Regions from separate parts of the Oryctolagus cuniculus genome. Here region 1 is linked to region 2. Evidence: chromatin contacts called from public Micro-C data. All regions are on one chromosome and are shown on one strand. Each heading gives the region's core, a stretch centred on a gene start, on an enhancer-like site or on the middle of the called end of the contact. The rest is flanking DNA. Distances are from core to core; before and after follow the strand shown. Region 1 holds the start of YKT6 (YKT6 v-SNARE homolog). Region 2 holds the start of MRPS24 (mitochondrial ribosomal protein S24).

Region 1 (2,700 bases), core at 196-2,695, 180 kb before region 2:
GCTCCTGCCGAGTTCTACCGCCGAAGAGCAGCACAGAGACTGGAAGCCACACGGAGAAGGATGCCAAGGCCCAGAGCGGCCCTCAGGAGCCAGGAGATGACGCAACAGCTCACCCAGCAGCAAACGGCCCGCGGGGTGGCGAGGGGTGCGTGGCACCGCGCCGCAGCGCAGGGCTCCCGGAGCAGAGGATGGGACAAGCACAATGGTGCGTCCGCACGGCGGGACAGTGCGGGCGCCAACGGGCAGGCGACGCTGACACGCGCGCCAGCGTGGACCAGCCTTGGGGACAACAGGCACTGTCCCCAAAGGCAGGCACGTCGGGGGCTGACCCAGGTCCCTGGGTCCACCGCACCGGGCGGGCAGTGACTGCGGGCCGAGGATCGGGCAGCCCGTGTTAACGGCTGCGGGTTCCAGTTTCGAAGAGGAAGAGCCGGCCGCGCAGCGCCAGGGCCGGACGACGCTCTGAACGCAGCTCACGCCACTGAACGGCACGCGTCTCACGGTGAAAATGGTAACTTCTGCACGTGTGTGCTCGCTTTACCACAATACAAGAAAAATTAACAGGAAGGAGCAGAACGTTTCAACAAAACGACAGCCATCCTTCAGCCCCGGCCAGCACTGTCCGGAGAAACAGAGCGGGGCACACGGGGCCGGCGGCGGTGACCACGGACAGCGACCCTCCGGCACCTGCGGCTCCCCTGGTCCACACCTGCCCGACTTCACAGGCCCTGGAAGCCTGGCGGATCCCACCCCGCCCGCGCAGTCCTCGCTGGACAGCCCCGGCGCCCACCACCACCCGAGTCCTCCGTGGCGGCGGGGAGCCTGTGGGGGTCTCCGGGACGCCCCGCTGGCTCTCGCGACGGCACCACTGACCGGCTGGAAGGCGGCGGTTTTAACCCGGCTGCTGGCCCGCAGCAGACGAGGTCAGCCCTGGGCGTGACCCTTCGAGCCTGCACTGTCTCTATATGCCAAGAACCTGGAAACCACCGGGTCCGGCCGCCACCCCAGGACGCAGGGGACGGCGGCTGCTTCCGCAGGGGTGCAGTCCGCTGACCGGAGCGCAGGCCTGGGGGCAGCGGCCAAGGCCCCGCCCCCGCCGGACCCCGGGCCCCCGCGCCCCCATCCCGCGCTGACGCTGCCCCGGGCCTCCCGATGCCCGCTGCTCCACGTGGCCAGCAGCCGCGCCCGCCTACCTGGCCCTCTGGAAGAAGCTGAAGGAGGACACGTCGTACGCGGCTTTGAGCAGCACCACCTTGGCCTCGCCTTTGTAGAGGACGCTGAGGCTGTACAGCTTCATGGCGCCGCGCCCCGGTGCCCCCCGCCTGGCCGCGGGGCCGGCTCGCAGGGAGCAGCGCGGCCGCCTCCGGGGCTCCCCACCGCCGCCCGCCGGCCTCCCGGCCTCCCCGCGCCCAGCTGCTGACCAAGCCGCCGGAGCTTCCGCCTCCGGGCCCGCTTCCGGTTCCGGTCAGGGGCCTCGCCCGAGCCGTGACGGCGGCGAGGGGCGGGGGGCGGCGGGAGACTCGTGCCCCGGATGCAGAAAGGACCGGAAGTGCGACGTAGCGAGAGGCGGGGCGCCGCCCGGGGAGCCCGCCCCCGCCCGGGGAGCCCGCCCCCGCCCGCGGAGCCCGCCCCCGCCCGGGGAGCCCGCCCCCGCCCGGGGAGCCCGCGCTGGGCGGGCAGGGGAGGCGTGGGGCGCTGTCGCTGGGCGGGGCTGCCGCAGCCTCTCGTGGGCCGGGCCGGACCCTCCTGCCTGCTGCTCTGAAGTCCAGGGTCTTCCTGGGCGGCGCTAGGCAGTGTTGGGCCGTCCAGGGTCGTGGAGGACTGTCCAGGTTCCTCTCGAGCCGTGCGGGGCTGTACTGGTTACTCTGGGGCCATGCGGGACTGTCCTGGTTCCTCTAGGGCCGTGTAGGGCCATGCGGGACTGTCCTGGTTCCTCTAGGGCCGTGTAGGGCCATGCGGGACTGTCCTGGTTCCTCTAGGGCCGTGTAGGGCCATGCGGGACTGTCCTGGTTCCTCTAGGGCCGTGTAGGGCCATGCGGGACTGTCCTGGTTCCTCTAGGGCCGTGTAGGGCCATGCGGGACTGTCCAGGTTCCTCTAGGGCTGTGCGGGGTCGTGGGGGACTGTCCAGGTTCCTCTAGGGCCGTGCGGGGCTGTCCTGGTTCCTCTAGGGCCGTGTAGGGCCGTGCGGGACTGTCCAGGTTCCTCTAGGGCTGTGCGGGACTGTCTAGGTTCCTCTCGGCCGTGCGGGGCTGTACTGGTTCCTCTAGGGCCGTGCGGGGCTGTACTGGTTACTCTAGGGCCATGCGGGACTGTCCTGGTTCCTCTAGGGCCGTGCGGGGCTGTACTGGGCTGTCCTGGTTCCTCTAGGGCCGTGCGGGGCTGTACTGGTTACTCTGGGGCCATGTGGGACTGTCCAGGTTCCTCTAGGGCTGTGAGGGGCTGTACTGGGCTGTCCTGGTTCCTCTAGGGCTGTGTGGGGTCGAGGGGGACTGTTCTGGTTCCTCTCGGCCGTGCGGGGCTGTACTGGGCTGTCCTGGTTCCTCTAGGGCTGTGCAGAGTCGTGGGGGGCTGTCTTGGTTCCTCTAGGGCTGTGCGGGGCTGTACTGGGCTGTCCTGGTTCCTCTAGGGCCGTGCGGGGCTGTCCTGGTTCCTCTAGGGCCATGCGGGGCTGTCCTGGTTCCTCTAGGGCCATGCGGGGC
Region 2 (2,932 bases), core at 267-2,766:
CGTGTGGCCGTACATGCATGTGTGTGGCTGTACATGGGTGCATGGCCATCCGTGGACTATGAAGCTGCTTGCCAGGGCCCAAAGCTCCGAGCCTACAGGAGTATTTGGCCCACTGGACAGGTCACTGCGGCCTTGCAAAGATCCAGCTCAGCAGGGGGTTTCCAGGAGGACGGTCAGGCTCCATGAGAGCGTCGACCAGACCGAGGAGGTGAGCTTCCAGGCCCCGCCTCCGAGGCCAGCGCGGTCTCCTGTCGTCTCAGGTTCAACAGGTGTCCTGCCATGTCACCTTTGCCTGTGGCCCCTGTGTGAGTCACAAGGATCTTTGCCCTGGTCAAGGTCCATCTCTGAGAGGAGGTGTAGGGATCCTGAACACAAGTGCTCACTCCGTCAGTCAGCCTACAACTGCCATCATCACGCCCACATGACACGGGAAGAGGAGCTGGAATTCAGACCCGGGTGTCAGTGCCCACGTGACGCGGGGTGTGGGCCTGGAATTCAGACCCGGGTGCCGGTGCCCATGTGACGCGGGAAGTGGGCCTGGAATTCAGACCCGGGTGTCAGTGCCCACGTGACACGGGAAGTGGGCCTGGAATTCAGACCCGGGTGTCGGTGCCCACGTGACGCGGGAAGAGGACCTGGAATTCAGACCCGGGTGTCAGTGCCCACGTGACGCGGGAAGTGGGCCTGGAATTCAGACCCGGGTGTCGGTGCCCACGTGACGCGGGAAGTGGGCCTGGAATTCAGACCCGGGTGTCGGTGCCCACGTGACACGGGAAGTGGGTCTGGAATTCAGACCCGGGTGTCGGTGCCCACGTGACACGGGAAGTGGGCCTGGAATTCAGACCCGGGTGTCAGTGCCCACGTGATGCGGGAAGCGGGACTGGAATTCAGACCCGGGCAGATCAGACGCCGGCTCCCACACTCCCAGTTCAAAAGAATTCTTCCTGAGAAGCTGGGAGTTTTCAGCTCGCAGAGAACTGGGGACCGGAGACGTCGCCCCTGCTCACCTTATCTCTGCATCAAATCTCCCACCGGAATAGGCCCTGTCCTTCATCAAGGTTCTTGGAGGGCTCAGCTTCCAGTCAGAGGAATCTCGCTCCAGGAAATGAGGCGACCCGAGACTCCTGTTTTTCTCTCTCTCTGCCTCGCCCCGGCACCATCGTGGGGCACCGCCCACTTTCCATATCCCCGGGCACGGAGATAATCTCCCCAGGGGCCAGTAGCGTGCTTCATACCAGGTCAACCCGGGAAACCTCACGCAGCCCGGCAATTTGCATTATCAAATTCCAGGATATGAAATAGAGGAGACCCGCGGCGCAGGTGGAGGCATCAGGTGAGCGCGGCCCGCCCCACCCACTCAGCCACGCCCCTGCACCCCGCCCCGCCCACTCCTCCGAAGCCTCCCCGCTCCTGCCACGCCCCTGCAGCCCCGCCCCGGCCACGCCCCCTGTAGCCCCCGCCCCGCTCTGACGTACGCCCGACGCCCATGAGTCCCGCCCCGCCGGGTCCCCGCCCCCTCGACCGTCGCCCTGCACCTTATTGGCCCCGGCCCGTCTAGGTCCCGCCCCCTCCGCTCGTCCCGCTCGGCCCAAGATGGCGGTGGTGGCGTGTGGACTGGGGCTGGGGCCGCAGGTGAGTGGGCGACGCGGCGCCTGCGGGCCTGGACGAGGAGTGGGGGTCCCGGTGTCCGAGTCCTGCTCTCTCTGCACAGGTGCTGTCCTGGAGCCGGGAGCTGCCTTACGTTTGGCGCGCTCTGCACACCTCGGCGGCCTGCGCCAAGGTGAGCGCGGCCGGGTCGGGGTCGGGGTCGGGCGTGGGGTGCAGGGCGGGGCCGGGGTCTGGGGGCGCGGCGACCTGAACCTGAACCCGCTCGCAGAACCGGGCGGCCCGAGTGCGCGTGAGCAAGGGGGACAAGCCGGTGAGCTACGAGGAGGCGCACGCGCCGCACCACATCGCGCACCGCAAGGGCTGGCTGTCGCTGCACACAGGTGAGCGCGACCTCGCGCGTGTCCGGGGTCCCCTGGGCGGGGAGCAGCTCGGGCAGCCACGGGCGTGGGGGCCCCGGGGCCCTGCCCATTCTGATTGCGCGTCCGAGCACCGCTCAAGGTCACGGGCGCCTGTTCCCAGCCCGGGGGGAACTGGGTTTTCCCGCTCGGTGTGACGTCACTGTTTCAAGTGGCCCCGTAGCGCCTGCTGTTCCTGAACGTTAAGGCCGGCCCGGGGCTTGGAGACAGCGCGCGTGAGGCCGGCTTTGCTGGGGCCGCGGACCGAGCTCCGTGAAGGGGTCAGCCGTGTCCGGTAGGGACCAGATGGCCGCTGGAAGCCGGCCCTGCCGGAGCTGCCCCCAGGAGCGGAGGGTCAGTGGGCAGTCAGGCCCTGTTCCTGACCCTCGTTCTCCGTGGTTCTGGGGCCTGGTGCAGTGTGGGACTCGGAACAGAGGCTGTGCGCGCCGTGCGGGGTCCAGGCCCTCCCTGAGCGCCCGCGGCTGTGGCTGACGGCAGCCAGCGGCGTGCAGCGACGGGCAGTAGCTGGTGTCGTCTCTTTGGCCGGCGGATGACCAGTGCCTCCGTGCGGCAGCCACGGACACGGAGGGGACCCGGATGTGGAGCCGGCACCTGCGCCTCGTGCCCTGGCCCAGGCTTCAGTCTTGCTTTGTACTACCGGAGTGCTTCCCAGGGCTGGCCAGGGGGTTCGTGGGGCCGTGGAGTAGAGCTTATTCCAGCAGGAGGAGGCAGGGGCGGGTGGGACTCGGGTTCCCGGGCCGGGCCGGGCCGGGCTGACTGCGCGGTGCCTTCTCAGGGAGCCTGCACGGGGAGGAGCACGCGGCCGAGCGCACCGTGGAGGACTTCTTCCTTCGCAAGTTCATGCAGGGCACCTTCCCCGGCTGCCTGGCCGACCAGCTAGTCCTGAAGCGCCGGGCCAACCAGGTGGA

Evidence for each region. Hi-C and Micro-C count contacts between places; a contact is called where the count stands out from the background.
Region 1: a contact with region 2 is called in a Micro-C map of ear pinna, with 3 times the contacts expected there. The contact joins the promoter of YKT6 here to the promoter of MRPS24 in region 2. A contact is called at or near these places in 3 of 6 Hi-C or Micro-C datasets (ear pinna, psoas muscle and an unstated tissue).

The regions. Positions count from the first base shown.
Region 1 is chr16:51,667,801-51,670,500 of mOryCun1.1, reverse strand. YKT6 (YKT6 v-SNARE homolog) reads right to left here and starts at 1,445. Exons shown (of 7, transcript XM_008261819.4): 1 at 1,194-1,445. The coding sequence starts at 1,297.
Region 2 is chr16:51,491,354-51,494,285 of mOryCun1.1, reverse strand. It overlaps MRPS24 (mitochondrial ribosomal protein S24), which reads left to right and starts at 1,516. Exons shown (of 4, transcript XM_070059877.1): 1 at 1,516-1,632; 2 at 1,712-1,780; 3 at 1,877-1,988; 4 at 2,800-2,932. The coding sequence starts at 1,594.